Regions from separate parts of the Gossypium hirsutum genome. Here region 1 is linked to region 2. Evidence: chromatin contacts called from public Hi-C data. All regions are on one chromosome and are shown on one strand. The core of a region is the stretch at or near the end of the contact, and the rest is flanking DNA. Distances in the headings are between cores, read along the strand shown.

Region 1 (7,458 bases), core at 565-3,064, 110 kb before region 2:
CAACTTTTTTTTTTATTTTTTCAAGTTGAAACGAATTTTGCTCACCCCTATTACAGAGATTAAGTTGTACCATTTAATAGTAGAGTGACTAATTTAATCTAGTCTCAGCATTTCGTTAGTACATTCACCGAAATTAAAGTATAAATATTAAATCTCAAATTTAAACATAATAGAGAGACTAAAATTGAAATTTAATAATTTTTATAATGTAAAGAAAAAATTCATATAATATATTTTATTATTTTTATGGAGACTTACGTATATAGATCATGCTAGCTTATAGTGTTTGGTCCGTCATGTAACGATGAGAAAAATAGATTGTTATATTAAGCATGTCCTTAAAATTTATTTTTTAATTAAGTGTATATTTTTGTCACACTGAAGAATAAATCAAATGATAGAGACTTCTTTGGGTAGAATAAAGTATAGGATAAAATTAATTTAATTTAAGGATTTTGTTAGTAGTTTAACTAATATTTTATGTAACTCTATGATGAATGACAGTTCCTCCTTTAAAAAATAGTTTATTATAAAAAAAATATGCGACTCATAATAATTTATGTTATAAAAATATTAAAAATTAAAATAAAAATTAAAAATAATTTTGATTAAAATGGTTGAGTTAAAAAAGTGAATGTTATAGTGTTTTAGTATCAAATCCCATTATATAAATAAGGGGACAAGATATTTATATAAAATATACATGTCCAAAGTAGTGGGCCGTGCCTACTTTCAGTAATGTATTTTTAAATTTGAAATAATCTTAGATCACCAGAATTTAAAAAAAAAGTAAAATAAATTAAATGCTCAATTTGTATTAGATATTATAAATATGTAAATTAATTTTTTATCTAATTAATATTTATATACTCTTTATACTTAAATATTACAATTATTAAATTTTATCTTTACCAAATTAATATTTCAATACAACTTTGTATTAATTTAAAAATGTTATTAAATTTATCATTAAAAAAATTACAAACCCTATAAAAGAAATCAAATTTAAAAACTTTTAAAATTTTGAAAGAAATAAAAAAATTATTTTTTTTAAACACTAATTATAATATTAAAAAAATTAAAATTTAAAAGGAACTAATTTTTTTTATAGAATTTGCGTATGAAGCTTTTTAATATATAAGTAAATATAAATTTTGTTTAATAATGTATCCAAAGCTAATGCTTAAATTTTATTTTTGTAAACTAAAAGGGAAACCTAATGAACATAAAGAAAAAGGGGACCTTGGTGATTATTTGATAAAAACCATAAATTTTGGAAATACAGGGTTTTAATGGCAGGTGGTTTTCCAAATCTGTAGGCTGACCCAACTTGATGCCTTCTTGCCCAATCAGGAAAACGATTGAAAACTCTCAATCAGCCGCCCCTAGTTATGGGTTAAACCATTTCAACTCAGCCTAGTCAATCAAAATTCCAACTATAAAAAATAATATTAACATAAAAAATAATTCAAAAATTACATAAATATTTTTTTATCTTAAAAATGATCAAAAATAATTTATTATAACATTAAAAATCATACAATAAAATTTAGGGACATAATATTAATTTTAATTACAAATTGAGAGGCCCGTCCAAAACCACGACAAAAAGGAATACTACCATAGAGAAACCACACACTGATTCGCTTGGCTAAATTGTCATTTGACTGAAGCAAACCATTGGCTTGTGGTTTTGCATATTGGAGTGAGCTGGGATTGGGTTCCGCTATAAATAGTGTCAGTTAGCGTTCTACATTCTTCATCAAGCACGAAAAGAGAAATACACAAGAAAAAAAAACAAGTGATCTGATAAATTGAAGACTTTATTTCTGTTAACATCCATTATGAGTACTGCTGGTCAAGTCATCCGTTGCAAAGGTGATCCATCCACTCTCTCTCTCATATGCGATTGCTTCTGGTTATATGATCACTGTTCTTTGTGGGATTTGGCTTTGAATGTTTTCTGTTGGTTTTGATGCTTCTCTTTCTTTGATTAAAATTCTTTTATGGCTGGCGATTGCTTTGCTAAATCAGTGGTTGTGGTATTATTGCAGCTGCGGTAGCATGGGAGTCGGGGAAGCCACTGTCAATAGAGGAAGTGGAAGTGGCACCACCGCAGAAGGATGAAGTCCGTATTAAGATACTCTTCACTTCTTTATGTCACACCGATGTCTACTTCTGGGATGCTAAGGTTTTACACTTCTCTCTCTCTCTCTCTTACTTCAACTTGTTTTTGTCGATTGGTTTATAACTGTTGAAGAAGTAAAAGTTTTTACAATGCCCTGAATCTGCAATATTGCTGATTATTTTGATTATTTTGATTTTGGGAGTCTAATCTATTTTTAGCCGAACTTCTAATTTTATCCTCCACATTGGCTTTGACCAATGGTGAACTTCATAAAAGGATGATTCTTTTTGATAAATTGCTTCCATTGCTCCCTTCATCCAAGACTACGCAATAAGCATTTGCTTCAGTTTTTTTTTCTCTTAGATTTGATTCTCTGATACTTATCTCTCACATTGTGATTGACAACAATTTTCTCTTCTTGTAGGGACAAAACCCTCTGTTTCCTCGCATACTAGGTCATGAAGCTGGAGGGTATGTATATGTCTGTTTAAATGTTTACAGTTCCTACAATATTATCATTATATGTATACACATTAACCCTTTTCTTTTGAATATTTAGGATTGTGGAGAGTGTAGGTGAGGGGGTGACTGATCTAAAGCCAGGTGATCATGTTCTCCCCATCTTCACGGGGGAATGCAAGGAGTGTCCCCATTGCTTGTCAGAAGAAAGTAACATGTGTGATCTCCTCAGAATCAACACTGATAGGGGTGAAATGATTAATGACGGAAAATCCAGGTTTTCCATTAATGGGAAGCCTATCTACCACTTCCTAGGCACCTCTACTTTCAGTGAATACACTGTTGTCCATGTCGGCCAGGTTGCCAAGATCAATCCTGAGGCTCCGCTTGATAAAGTTTGTGTTCTAAGCTGCGGAATGTCCACAGGTTGGGGACTTGGATTTCATTTTTGTCTTTCCTTTTTTCGGGAGATATAAATGGTGTTAATGACAGTGAGGATGTTCTTGTTTCACTACTTTTATTGCAGGGTTTGGTGCCACTGTGAATGTAGCTAAACCCAAAAAGGGTCAATCCGTTGCAATATTTGGACTAGGTGCTGTCGGTCTTGCTGTGAGTTATTCTTGTCGCATTTATGTTATATGTTTTCTTCCCCTTGGCAACACAAAAAGCGTTAGACTGATTTTTCTGTAATTCTCTGTTCTGATATTTAGGCTGCTGAAGGAGCAAGAGTTTCTGGGGCTTCCAGGATCATTGGTGTCGATTTGAACCCTAGCAGATTCGAACTAGGTAGCATTGGTTTCGTAGTTATTTTACACAAAAACTTGCAAGAATGGTTCTGTTTCTGGTTAAGCAAAGTCACAAAACTGATCATGCTTGTTCTCATTACTTCTTGCAGCCAAGAACTTCGGTGTTACGGAGTTTGTGAATCCCAAAGATCACAACAAACCTGTTCAAGAGGTTACTTCCCACTTGAAATTTCAGAAATTGTATTGGATTCTGTTTCGAACATGACCATCTATACTAGGGTTACTATGCATAAAAGCTGCATGCCTGCATTATATAATCAACTTGTTTGAGATCCTTATTATAAAAATGATTCTAATAATCAGGTCATTGCTGAGATGACTGGTGGAGGAGTCGACCGCAGTGTTGAATGTACCGGGAGCATCCAGGCCATGATTTCTGCATTTGAATGTGTCCACGATGTAATTATCTTCAAAAAAATTTTCTCGATGTTAGATTGTATCTTTTTACGTTGCCATCCTTAGCTGAAATGACATAAATTTTCAGGGTTGGGGAGTTGCAGTGCTTGTGGGGGTTCCCAACAAAGACGATGCATTCAAAACTCATCCAGTGAATCTACTGAATGAAAGGACTCTCAAGGGTACTTTCTTTGGCAACTACAAACCTCGAACTGATATTCCTGCTGTCGTTGAGAGATACATGAACAAGGTGAGTTTACCTTCCTGTTTAAGCATTTTATCTTTGTGCAAGTACCAATAAAGAGCAAATTGACTGCGATGTCTTTGATATTGCAGGAACTTGAACTTGATAAGTTCATCACTCACTCTGTTCCCTTCTCTGAGATTAACAAGGCATTTGAGTACATGCTTGCTGGCGAGGGCCTGAGGTGCGTGATTCGCATGGATGCATAAGGATTGGCTGGCCATGGATGAAGGGCTTTTTGTTAAGTATATGTGCATTTTAAGGGAATAAATAATGTAATATAATGCTACATCGTTGTGCTGTTTTTAATGGTAAATTTTTATCTTATCATGCATTTCTATGATCCTCTCTAGTTGCTTTGCTCTGCATGCTTCTTGTTGGAGATAGAATTTTCAAAAAATCATTTTAATTTGTTTTAGAAAATGGAACATATTGCTGAGCAAGGTTTGATGGGATAATCCCTAATAACATGAAAATGTCATATGTGTAAGATGTCTAAACGAAACAAATGGATGACATGTTGGAATTAAAATGAAAGATTATATCTACATTTTTATCATATGTTGATGTTACAGTGATTGTTCGAAAGCATTATTATTCACTTGGATGAAAATTTTTTTTCCATTGAAACGGTGAAACAATAGAAGGTGATAGCAAGTAAGCTATTTTTGGCATCACACACAGAAATCAACCAGCATAAACCAAGATATATATATATTGAAAATATTGTTCAAATGCTACGAAAATTAAAGAATTAATATTTAGGAGATCCTTACTCAGTAATTTGGTCAAATTCAAAATAAACCAAGTAGTTTTAGAAAATAAGCAAACAAGTATAATTGATAATGTTGTTAACTATTCATTAAAATAAGCTACAAAATTTAGTCTCTATAATAATCCAAATTCAACAAATAAAGACTATTGAATTAATGTTAATTATATTTGCTAAATGAATTATGAATTGGATTAGTGGTTGGTTCAATTATATTTAATTAAAAAACAAAAAAAATATTTTAAAAAATAAAAACAATTATAAAAAAAAAGATTGAATCAATTTTTGGCCTTATATATATATTACCAATTTGCAACAATTTGCTTTATTTTTTGTTACATACCATCATATGAACTATCGACTTTAGTTTAATTGATTTAATTAATTAGTCTAATCTAATTCAATAACACCAGCTAAGGCAATCAAAAGAAAAAAAAATCAATTCTCAAAAATGTCTGCAAATACACAATTGGTTAAAATTTAAAAAATTAATAAAAACTGTTAGAATTAAGTAACCCGAATTCTTATTTAATAAAATACGATGGAAAATAAAATAAAAGTAAAATCCATATAGAACTAGACTTCTTTTATTTTATTTTAGAATAAGGTTTTTAAACCTTGTTAAACTCTATCTATTTTATATTGATTAGGATAAGGTGTTTCAATCCTACTAGAATATGGCTTTACAAGCCTATAAATAGACATAGTCTATTCCTCTTGTATTGAATTCAATTTTTAGACATAGTGAATTTTCTTCTCCTCTGCCCGTAGTTTTTTTCCCGAAAGGTTTTCCACGTAAAATTTGTGTATTCTTTATTTTTTTATTTTTTTTATTTTTCTCAAATTGGTATTCGAGCTTCCGGATTGTTCATCTCAATCACAGTAATGGCGTCTTTGAAGTATGAAATTCCGCTGTTGGATCGCAACACCAGATTTGCATTGTGGCAGATTAAGATGCAAGCAATTCTTGCGCAGATAGATCTGGAGGATGCCCTGCTAGGGATTGTGGCCATGCATGATTTGGAGCTTGAGCAGTTAGATGTAAAAACTGCATTTTTGCATGGAGAACTTAAGGAGGATATTTACATGCAACAATTAGAGGGTTTTATAGTCTTAGAAAAAGAGGACTATGTTTGCTTGCTGAGAAAGTCCCTTTACGGTTTGAAACAGTCACCAAGACAGTGGTACAAGAGGTTTGATTCCTTTATGACTTCTCATGATTTCAAAAGAAGTAGTTTAGACAATTGTGTTTACTTTAAGAAAAATAGTGATAGTTCTTTTGTATATCTACTTCTTTATGTTGATGACATGTTGATAGTAGCAAAAAATAAAGGAAAGATAAGAAAGGTCAAAGCCCAACTAAGTGAAGAATTTGAGATGAAAGATTTAGGACCAGCAAAGAAGATACTTGGTATGGAGATTCTCAGAGATAGAAAAGCAAATAAATTGTACCTAAGTCAGAAGGGGTACATCGAGAAAGTTCTTTGCAGGTTCAATATGCAGAGTGCTAAGCCTGTTGTACTCCTTTAGCAGCCCATTTCAGACTTTCATCGGCTTTGTCTCCACAATCAGATGATGAGATTGAGTACATGTCACATGTTCCATACTCTAGTGCAGTGGGATCTCTCATGTATGCTATGGTTTGTTCACGTCCAGATTTATCATATGCAGTCAATGCAGTTAGCAGATACATGGCAAAACCCAGTAAAGAACATTGGAAAGCAGTTCAGTATATTTTAAGATACTTACGAGGCACTACTGATGTTTGCTTACAGTTTGGAAGAACTAAAGATGAAGTTATAGGGTATGTTGATGCTGATTTTGCTGGAGACCTTGATAGAAGAAGATCTCTCACAGGTTACGTCTTAACAATCGAAGGTTGTGCAATTAGTTGGAAAGCCACTTTGCAAACTACAGTCGCTTTGTCTACCACTGAAGCTGAGTACATGGCGATTACTGAGGCTTGTAAAGAAGCTATTTGGTTGAAGGGACTATTTAGTGAACTCAATGAAGACCTTCAAATCGGTACAGTATTTTGTGACAGTCAGAGTGCCATCTTCCTTACAAAAGATCAAATGTTTCATGAGAGAACAAAACATATTGATGTTCGGTATCATTTTGTTCGTGATATTATTGCTCATGGTGATATTGTTGTGAGCAAAATTAGTACTCATGAAAATCCTGCAGATATGATGAGTAAGTCACTTCCTATAACCAAGTTTGAGCATTGCTTAGACTTGGTTGGTGTTCATTGTTGAGGTTAAACCCTTAAGGGGTTTTATGGAAAAGGTGGAGAACTTGTTCATTAAAAGTTCGCGATGAAGAACTTGTTCATTGAGAATTTGTGTCAAGGTAGAGATTGTTAGAATTAAGTGACCCGAACTCTTATTTAATAAAATACGATGAAAAATAAAATAAAAGTAAAATCCATATAGAACTAGACTGCTTTTATTTTATTTTAGAATAAGGTTTTTAAACCTTATTAAACTCCATCTATTTTATATTGATTAGGATAAGGTGTTTCAATGTTACCCTATAAATAGACATAGTCATTCCTCTTATATTGAATTCAATTTTTTGACATAGTGAATTTTCTTCTCCTCTATCCGTGGTTTTTTTCCCGAAAGGGTTTCCACGTAAAATTTGTGTGTTC
Region 2 (7,676 bases), core at 3,846-6,345:
ATATTTTCTGTCCAGTAGGTCATGTCAGTCCATGACGAGTCTAACACCATCACTTTCCGCCTCGGTGGTTTGGTGCAACATATGAGCGTCCCAGAGTTTGGTGTTGCTTTGGGACTCTACACAAAGGAATTCATGAGCGTCGAGGACTTTCTTCAACTTCATAGGCATATTCATCACTCGCCCTCGCGCTGTTGGACTAATCTCACAAGTGGCCTGACAAACAATGATGCAAGTCGCTTGAAGGTGACATCTCTTCCACCAGCCCTACGGTACCTTCATGCTCTTTTAGCTCATACATTGACAGGTCAGACAGAGAGCACAAGAGTAGTTAGTACTTATGATGCATATTTCCTATGGAGCATGGCCCATGACCATATTATTGACTTGGCGTACTTCATCGCGCTATCTTTCCGCCATCAGACTGAATGTCATAAGAAGGGCCTCATCTATCCGGCCTTTACGTGACTCGTCTCATTCGACGCTTCAGTTTACTCGACACATTGGAGCAGTCCTCGACACTTACACTTGTTGGCCAGATATCCCCTCAGGGCATCTTGAGCATGATTCACATGAGGATGATCGCGCAGCGACGTGGAGTGGACCCCCTCAGTACAGACTATTTCAGTCTGACGTTCAGCATGACCCAGAGGACTTCATTGATGATATTCCTCCCTACCACGAGGATTCACATCCACCACCACCTTCGAGTCACCGCCCTACTTATTCTGCTGCTACCCTTGCAGACCTCTCGGAGCGATTTACTCGATTCGAGTAGCAGTGCTTTCAGAGGTTCGACAACATCGATGCCACTCTGTAGCAGATATGTTAGCACTTCCATATTTCATCGTCAGCACCAACGGTTCACGATGCTGACTTCTCTGATGATTCTTTATGTTTATTTTTATTTTTATTTTTATCCTTATTTTTATTTTTCTCTTTATATTTTGAACTCTATTTTAATTATTATGGTTGTTTCTAATCGAGTAACCCTTTTTAATATTCTTCAGTATTGTGTTTATCTTTTTATCAGTTGCTCAGAATTTTGCACTACCTCTACATTTATCTACAATCACGTTTTTCACTATTTTAAGAATTTCATCCAACAGTCAGGGCAGTTTCAATTCTTTCCATCTCTTATGATATTTTGTTTACTTTATGATTATATTTGTTTGTACATTGAGGACAATGTACATCTTAAGTGTGGGGAGGTTATTAATATGATTATTTGAAAATCCCTGAATTCTGCCTTGTGTTTTTAAGCAATTTTCTCATATCATTATTAGAATGAACTTTTCCTCGATTTATGCTTCTTATTGATATATTTTAGATTAAATTCATAGGTATTTGTGCATTGATGGTTCAAACTTTAAGACACTAGAGAATCAAGCATGATAAGTCTATTTTTAGAATTAAAATTTTTAGGTTGTTTCCCTAAATTGAGGTATTACCTTGAAGTTTGAAATTTGCAAGATTGACATCAAAAGCCATAATTTTTGTGAGATTTTGAACCTTTAGAGCATACATTTTTTTTCTTGCTCACTTTGTTATTGGTTATGAGTGTGTCAATATTGAATTTTTATTCTAGAACTTGCTTCGATTATACATGTTGAGACCACACCTTTGATTTGATATACTAAGATGATAAAGGCACCTAGGTTTTAACCCACTTATCCCATAAAAAGCCTACCTTCATAATTAACCCTTAGTGAACCCTTTTGAGCCTAACAAACCGTTTCTTGATTTACCCATTAATATTAATCCATAACTCATTTTTGATTCATTGAGAATTGTTCTCGTTTTATTGACTTCCTTTTTGTCGAAATTTGATTTGGTTAGTTTCCTAACTATGTTCTTTTATCCAAATTATTAATTTTTCTCTTACTATCTATTTTATTCTTATTCATTTAAAAAAATTTCAAAAAATATATATGTTATTATACATTTATGTTGATTATTTCTAGTTCTTTGGTTTGAGCTTAAGTAGTAAATTTCATATTCTGAGAATAAGCTCATTTTATTCTTGAATTATTTTGATTGATGTAATTATTCAGTATTAGTTTAGTTTTTCTAGTTAGGTAATTTATCAATTCAATCTCGATTCTAACTTTCTTGTTCAGCCTTTAACCGCACCTTTAACCCAAGCCCCATTACAACCCTTTAAAAGACTTTTTGATTTGTGTGTCATCTCATTATAGTGGTAGAGATTTGATTTTCATACAAGCTTATGATAATAATTTTTCATGTTTGACTCTTAAGTGCTTAATTTTTTGAACCTTAAACACTTTAAGTGATTTGAGTGAACCTTTAGTGAGGATGTCAAATCTTGTCAGTTTTGAATTAAGAGTAATTACCTAGATAAGGGGAAATACCTATGTTTTCATGCTTTAAAAATGTTAGACTTTGATTGTTTGTGTATTTAGTACTCTTTTAGTTGAATTATCAATGTGTGGTTATTTGTGAATTATGATAAAACATTATTAATTAGAATTATGAGTTGAGAAAGTTTACTCTTAATTGTGAGTTGAGGATTTTGCTTGAGGGCAAGCAAACGCTTAAGTGTGGGGATATTTGATAAACCATAAATATAACATGTTTTAATCCCATGCTTAGTGTATTTTTGGATGATTTATTAATTAATTTGGTGAATTAGATGCTCCTAATCCTTTAATTTCATGTTTTATACTTAGGAGAGCATAGGGGAACAAAAAGAACAGAAAACGGGCCAAAATGGAAGAAACGGGTTGATTTAAAGACCCACACAGCCAAGACTAATTCTACACGGGCTGAGCACACACCCGTGTGAGCCACAGGGGCTGGTCACACGCCCATGTGGCAGCCCGTGTCGATATCGTTCCCTATTTCCCAAACATGCTGAAAAAGTCAATTTTTAGGGTTTCTGAGCATTCAAAAGTCTATAAATACATACTAAAAGAGGACCTAAGGGGGACATACAGATTAGAAAGTAGAAATTATTAGAAGGAAGCCATTGGAATCATCTCAAAAGCAGATCTCCTTCAAGACTGAAGATCTCCCTCCACTTTCTCTTGAAGTTTTTGAGTTTCTTATGTTTTGTTGTTTTCCTATTTTTGAGATGTTTTCCTATTACATTATGAACTAAACTCCTTAAATACCTAGGTAGGATGAAACCTACAATGAATCTTATTATTTAATTATCTGAATTACACGATAAATACTTGTTTTTTTTCTTAATTATGTATTCTTAATTCTTTCCTTAATATTTTCAGGATATTAATCCAAATTTGATGTGCTTATTCGGTGCAGCAAAAGTTCCTGTTTAAGAGTAGATCTAGTATAATTAAGCGAAGTTGATTACAATCCTAGAAATAGGACGACATAAATCTGTCGGATTAGAGTCAAATCTAATAAGGGAATCCATAGATCGAGTTAATGCAACAATAGGGGTTTTAATTAGAAAGAGATTTCAATTAATCAACCTAGAGTCAGTTGTTCTTAGTCTCGAAAGAGATATTAACATAATTTAGGGATTTCTACGGATCAAGACAAGTGAATAAATCATTTAATTCAGAGTCAGAATAGTAAGTGAAGTCTAGGTGGATTCTTCCTTGGGTATTGTCTTTATCATTGGTCTATTCGATTATTTCCTTCACTCTCTGTCGCGTTCATTAGTTAATTAGTTTAGTTAATTTTAGATTAAAACAAATCTCTTTTATTTTAGGCTAAATAATAGAAAGATAGTTAATACTAGTACTTTTAGTCCTTGTGGATACGATATTCTGAATTCACCATAGCTATACTACCATTCGATAGGGGCACTTGCCTTAGTCGTGATCGTAGTCTAGTTTAGTGATTCATAAAACGATCATCAAATAGCTATAATTTCATTTAAAAATTTAGACCATATGCTGTTACAGAGAGCTAATTTAATAAAGAATATACTTCGTAACTATGGTTGCTATTATAAGTAAAAAGTTGTTGTAGAGAGTTAAAATAAAACAAATTAAAAATCAATTTTTCTGAAAACTTCTGTTATAACAAAATGCTATTATAATGGGTGACTATTATAGAGAGGACTGTTTGTATATAAATGAAGTAAAAATAAAATTGAAAATAATTAGGGCTTAATATAACATTTGGTACTTGAACTTGACAATTTTATTTCTAATTTGGTACCTAAACTTTTTTTTGGTCCATTTTGGAACCCAAACTTGACATTTTCTTAATTTGTACCTAAACTTAACATTTTTTCTTAAGTTGATACTTAGTCTTTTTTGGGGTCCAATTTGGTACAAGGACTTGCTCTTTTTCCTAATTTGGCACCTAAATTTTTTTTTTGGTACTTGAACTTGTCAAACGATTTACAAATTACTTCAATATACTAACAATGTTTTTTTTATGAAGTAGCAAAAATAATTAATGTATGACCAAAATGTGACAAATGATATGATATTTCTTTTGTATTTTATATGATCAATTAATTTTAGTTTTATTTATTTAATTATTTATTTGTTAATGGATTTCTTTTAATTGGGTTTTTAATTTTTTTTCTTATCTAATGTTAATTTATTAAGCATATTTTTAACATGAATTTTCTCTTACGTTAGAGAACATTTTTCGTAGCATAACAAAAAAAAAATTAACCCTACTAGTATTTTGAGTAATTTTTATAACATTTAATAAAATTAGGTACCAAATTGAACCTAAAAAAAGACTTATGTACTAAATTAGAAAAAAATATTAAATTCATGTGCCAAATTAGGAAAAAATTAAATGCCAAATTAAAAAAAATTAAAACTCAATTACTAAATGTTATATGAAGCCATAATATTATTGCATACAAAGTACTTTTAAGCTTAAAAGAAACCTGGGTGTTTACTTGGTTAAAAAACGAAAACCCATAGATAATAGAATTGGATGAAGCAATGAATCCGTAGTAAATACTGAATTTAAATGGCAAGTGGTATTTATCCCAAATCAATACGCTTAATCTTGTTTTCTTCCAAATAAGGAAAGAAAATGAGTAGGCCTAGTTTTCTTGAACCTCACCTTCATACCTTATATTACCCAATAAGGAAAATTGTAACAATTCAGGGATCCATGAGGCGCCCATTATTAGGACCACTAGAATCTAGTTGACGGTTGACCGGCCTATGCAAAACCACTACAACAGTGAATACTGCTACCCAAAACCAGACACCGATTCGCCTAGAAACATAACTGTAATTTTGAGGAAAACCAAACCATTTGGTGTGCTTTACGTAATCTAGTAAGCTGGAAATGTGTTTCAATTCAGCTGCTATAAATAGATTCTTGCTAGCTTTCTTCTTTCATCATAAACTACATACAGAAGAAAAAACTAGTGAGCAGACAAATCAAAGAAGACTTTATTGTTAACAGCCATTATGAGTACTGCTGGTCAGGTCATTCGTTGCAGAGGTGATCTTTCGACTCTCTCCCTCTATTGTGCGATTGCTTGTTATACGATAACTGGGTTCTTTTTCTGGGATTTATCTGGTTTTGAATTTTTCTGTTGATTTTGACTTTTGCGGTTTTGATGCATGTTAAAACACTCTTTCTTTGATGAATATTCTTCAATGGTTGGCCATTATTTTTCTAATTCAGTGGATGTGCTATTATTGCAGCTGCTGTGGCGTGGGAGCCGGAGAAGTCATTGTCCATAGAGGAAGTGGAAGTGGCACCACCACAGAAGGATGAAGTTCGTATTAAGATACTCTTCACTTCTTTATGTCACACCGATGTCTACTTCTGGGATGCTAAGGTTCACACTTCTCTTTTTTTCTTACTTCAACTTGTTAGGAGAAAGATTTTCAATCTAACTCTGACATTGTTTCTGTTATTGTAGGGACAAAATCCACTGTTTCCTCGCATACTTGGCCATGAAGCTGGAGGGTATGTATAGCCAGTCTAAATATTTACAGTTCCTATAATATTCTTATTATGTGTATACGCATTAAACCTTTTCTTTGATTATTGTTTAGGATTGTGGAGAGTGTAGGAGAGGGCGTGACTGATCTAAAGCCAGGGGACCATGTTCTCCCCATCTTCACTGGGGAATGCAAGGAGTGTTCCCATTGCTTGTCTGAATAGAGTAACATGTGTGATCTCCTCCGAATCAACACTGATAGGGTTGGAATGATTAAAGATGGAAAATCCAGGTTTTCCATCAACGGGAAGCCTATCTACCACGTCCTTGGGACGTCTATTTTCAGCGAATATACTGTTGTCCATGTCGGCCAGGTCGCCAAGATCAATCCACGTGCTCCACTTGATAAAGTTTGTATTTTGAGCTGCGGGATGTCCACAGGTTAGTTAATGACTAAATTTTTCTACCCCCTTTTCTTTTGGATATGTAAACGATGTATATGAAAGTGAAGGAGTTCTTGTTTCACAACTTGTTTTGCTTTTGTTCTTGTAGGTTTGGTGCCACTGTTAATGTTAAACCCAAAAAAGGGTCAATCTGTTGCGATTTTCGGACTAGGAGTTGTCGGTCTTGCTGTGAGTTATTCTTGTCGCTTTGATGTTATATTTTCTTCTTCTTGGCGACTAGAAAGAGTGTAGGACTTATTTATCATTAATTCTCTGTTCTGCAATTTAGTCTGCCGAAGGAGCAAGAGTTTCTGGTGCTTCGAGGATCATTGGCGTTGATTTGAACCCCAGCAGATTCGAACAAGGTAGCATTGGTTTTGTAGTTACTTGAACAAAACATTCCAAGATCGGTTATGTTTCTGGTTAAGCAAAGTTACAAAACTAATCATGTTTATTCTTATTAATTGTTGCAGCCAAGAAATTCGGTGTTACAGAGTTTGTAAAGAAATTCGGTGTTACAGAGTTTGTGAATCCAAAAGATAACAACAAACCTGTCCAAGAGGTTGGTTCCCACTTGAAAATTCATTTCTATAGCATCCTGCTGGATTCTGATTGGAACATAACCATTAGTTACTAGGGTCACCTTGCGTAAAACCTGTCAACTTGTTATGGGATCTGATAAACCATAAAAGTAACACATTTTAATCTCATACTTAGCATATTTTTGGATGGTTTATCATATAATTTAGTGAATTAAATGCTCCTAATCCCTTAATTCCATATTTTATACTTAAGAGAGCATAGGGGAACAAAAGGAGCATAAAACGGGCCAAAAACGGACAAAACGGGTTGACTGAAAGATCCACATGGCCAAGACGAATTCCACACGGGCAAAGCACACGCCCATGTGGCAGCCTATGTCGATATCGCTCCCTGTTTCCCAAATACGCGGAAAAAGCCAAATTTTAGGGTTTCTGAGCATTCTAAAGTCTATATAAACACACTAGAAGCAGACTTAAGGGGACACGCAGAGCAGAAAGTAGAAATTACTCGAAGGAAGCCATTGAAATCGTCTCAGAAGCAGATCCACGTCAAGATTGAATATCTCCATTCAAATTTCTTTGAAAGTTTATTTGGGTTTTTCATGTCTTGTTGTTTTTCTAAATTTGAGATGTCTTCCATTTATACTATGAACTAAATTCCCTAGATACCTAGGGAAGATGAAACCTAAGACGGATCTTATTATCTAATGTTGAACTAAATTCCCTAGATACCTAGGGAAGATGAAACCTAAGACGGATCTTATTATCTAATGTTTTGAATTTAATGATAAATACTTGTTCTTATTCTTAATTATGAGTTCTTAATAC

Evidence for each region. Hi-C and Micro-C count contacts between places; a contact is called where the count stands out from the background.
Region 1: a contact with region 2 is called in a Hi-C map of leaf, with 2.4 times the contacts expected there. The contact joins the promoter of LOC107952016 here to the enhancer-like site in region 2. A contact is called at or near these places in 7 of 34 Hi-C or Micro-C datasets (cotyledon, hypocotyl, leaf and 1 more).

The regions. Positions count from the first base shown.
Region 1 is chrA02:11,919,221-11,926,678 of Gossypium_hirsutum_v2.1, reverse strand. LOC107952016 (alcohol dehydrogenase class-P-like) reads left to right here and starts at 1,814. Exons shown (of 10, transcript NM_001327593.1): 1 at 1,814-1,878; 2 at 2,055-2,191; 3 at 2,553-2,599; 4 at 2,688-3,013; 5 at 3,114-3,196; 6 at 3,298-3,373; 7 at 3,483-3,544; 8 at 3,697-3,792; 9 at 3,878-4,039; 10 at 4,126-4,578. The coding sequence starts at 1,845. The coding sequence ends at 4,242.
Region 2 is chrA02:11,809,555-11,817,230 of Gossypium_hirsutum_v2.1, reverse strand. It overlaps the pseudogene LOC107951518. Among protein-coding and RNA genes, the nearest start is that of LOC121217033, 5.3 kb to the right of the region's middle. Within about 2 kb of position 5,095, at least 3 of the 9 cell types and tissues checked have an H3K27ac peak or open chromatin away from gene starts, as enhancers often do. A contact at or near this core is called in leaf, where this site is marked.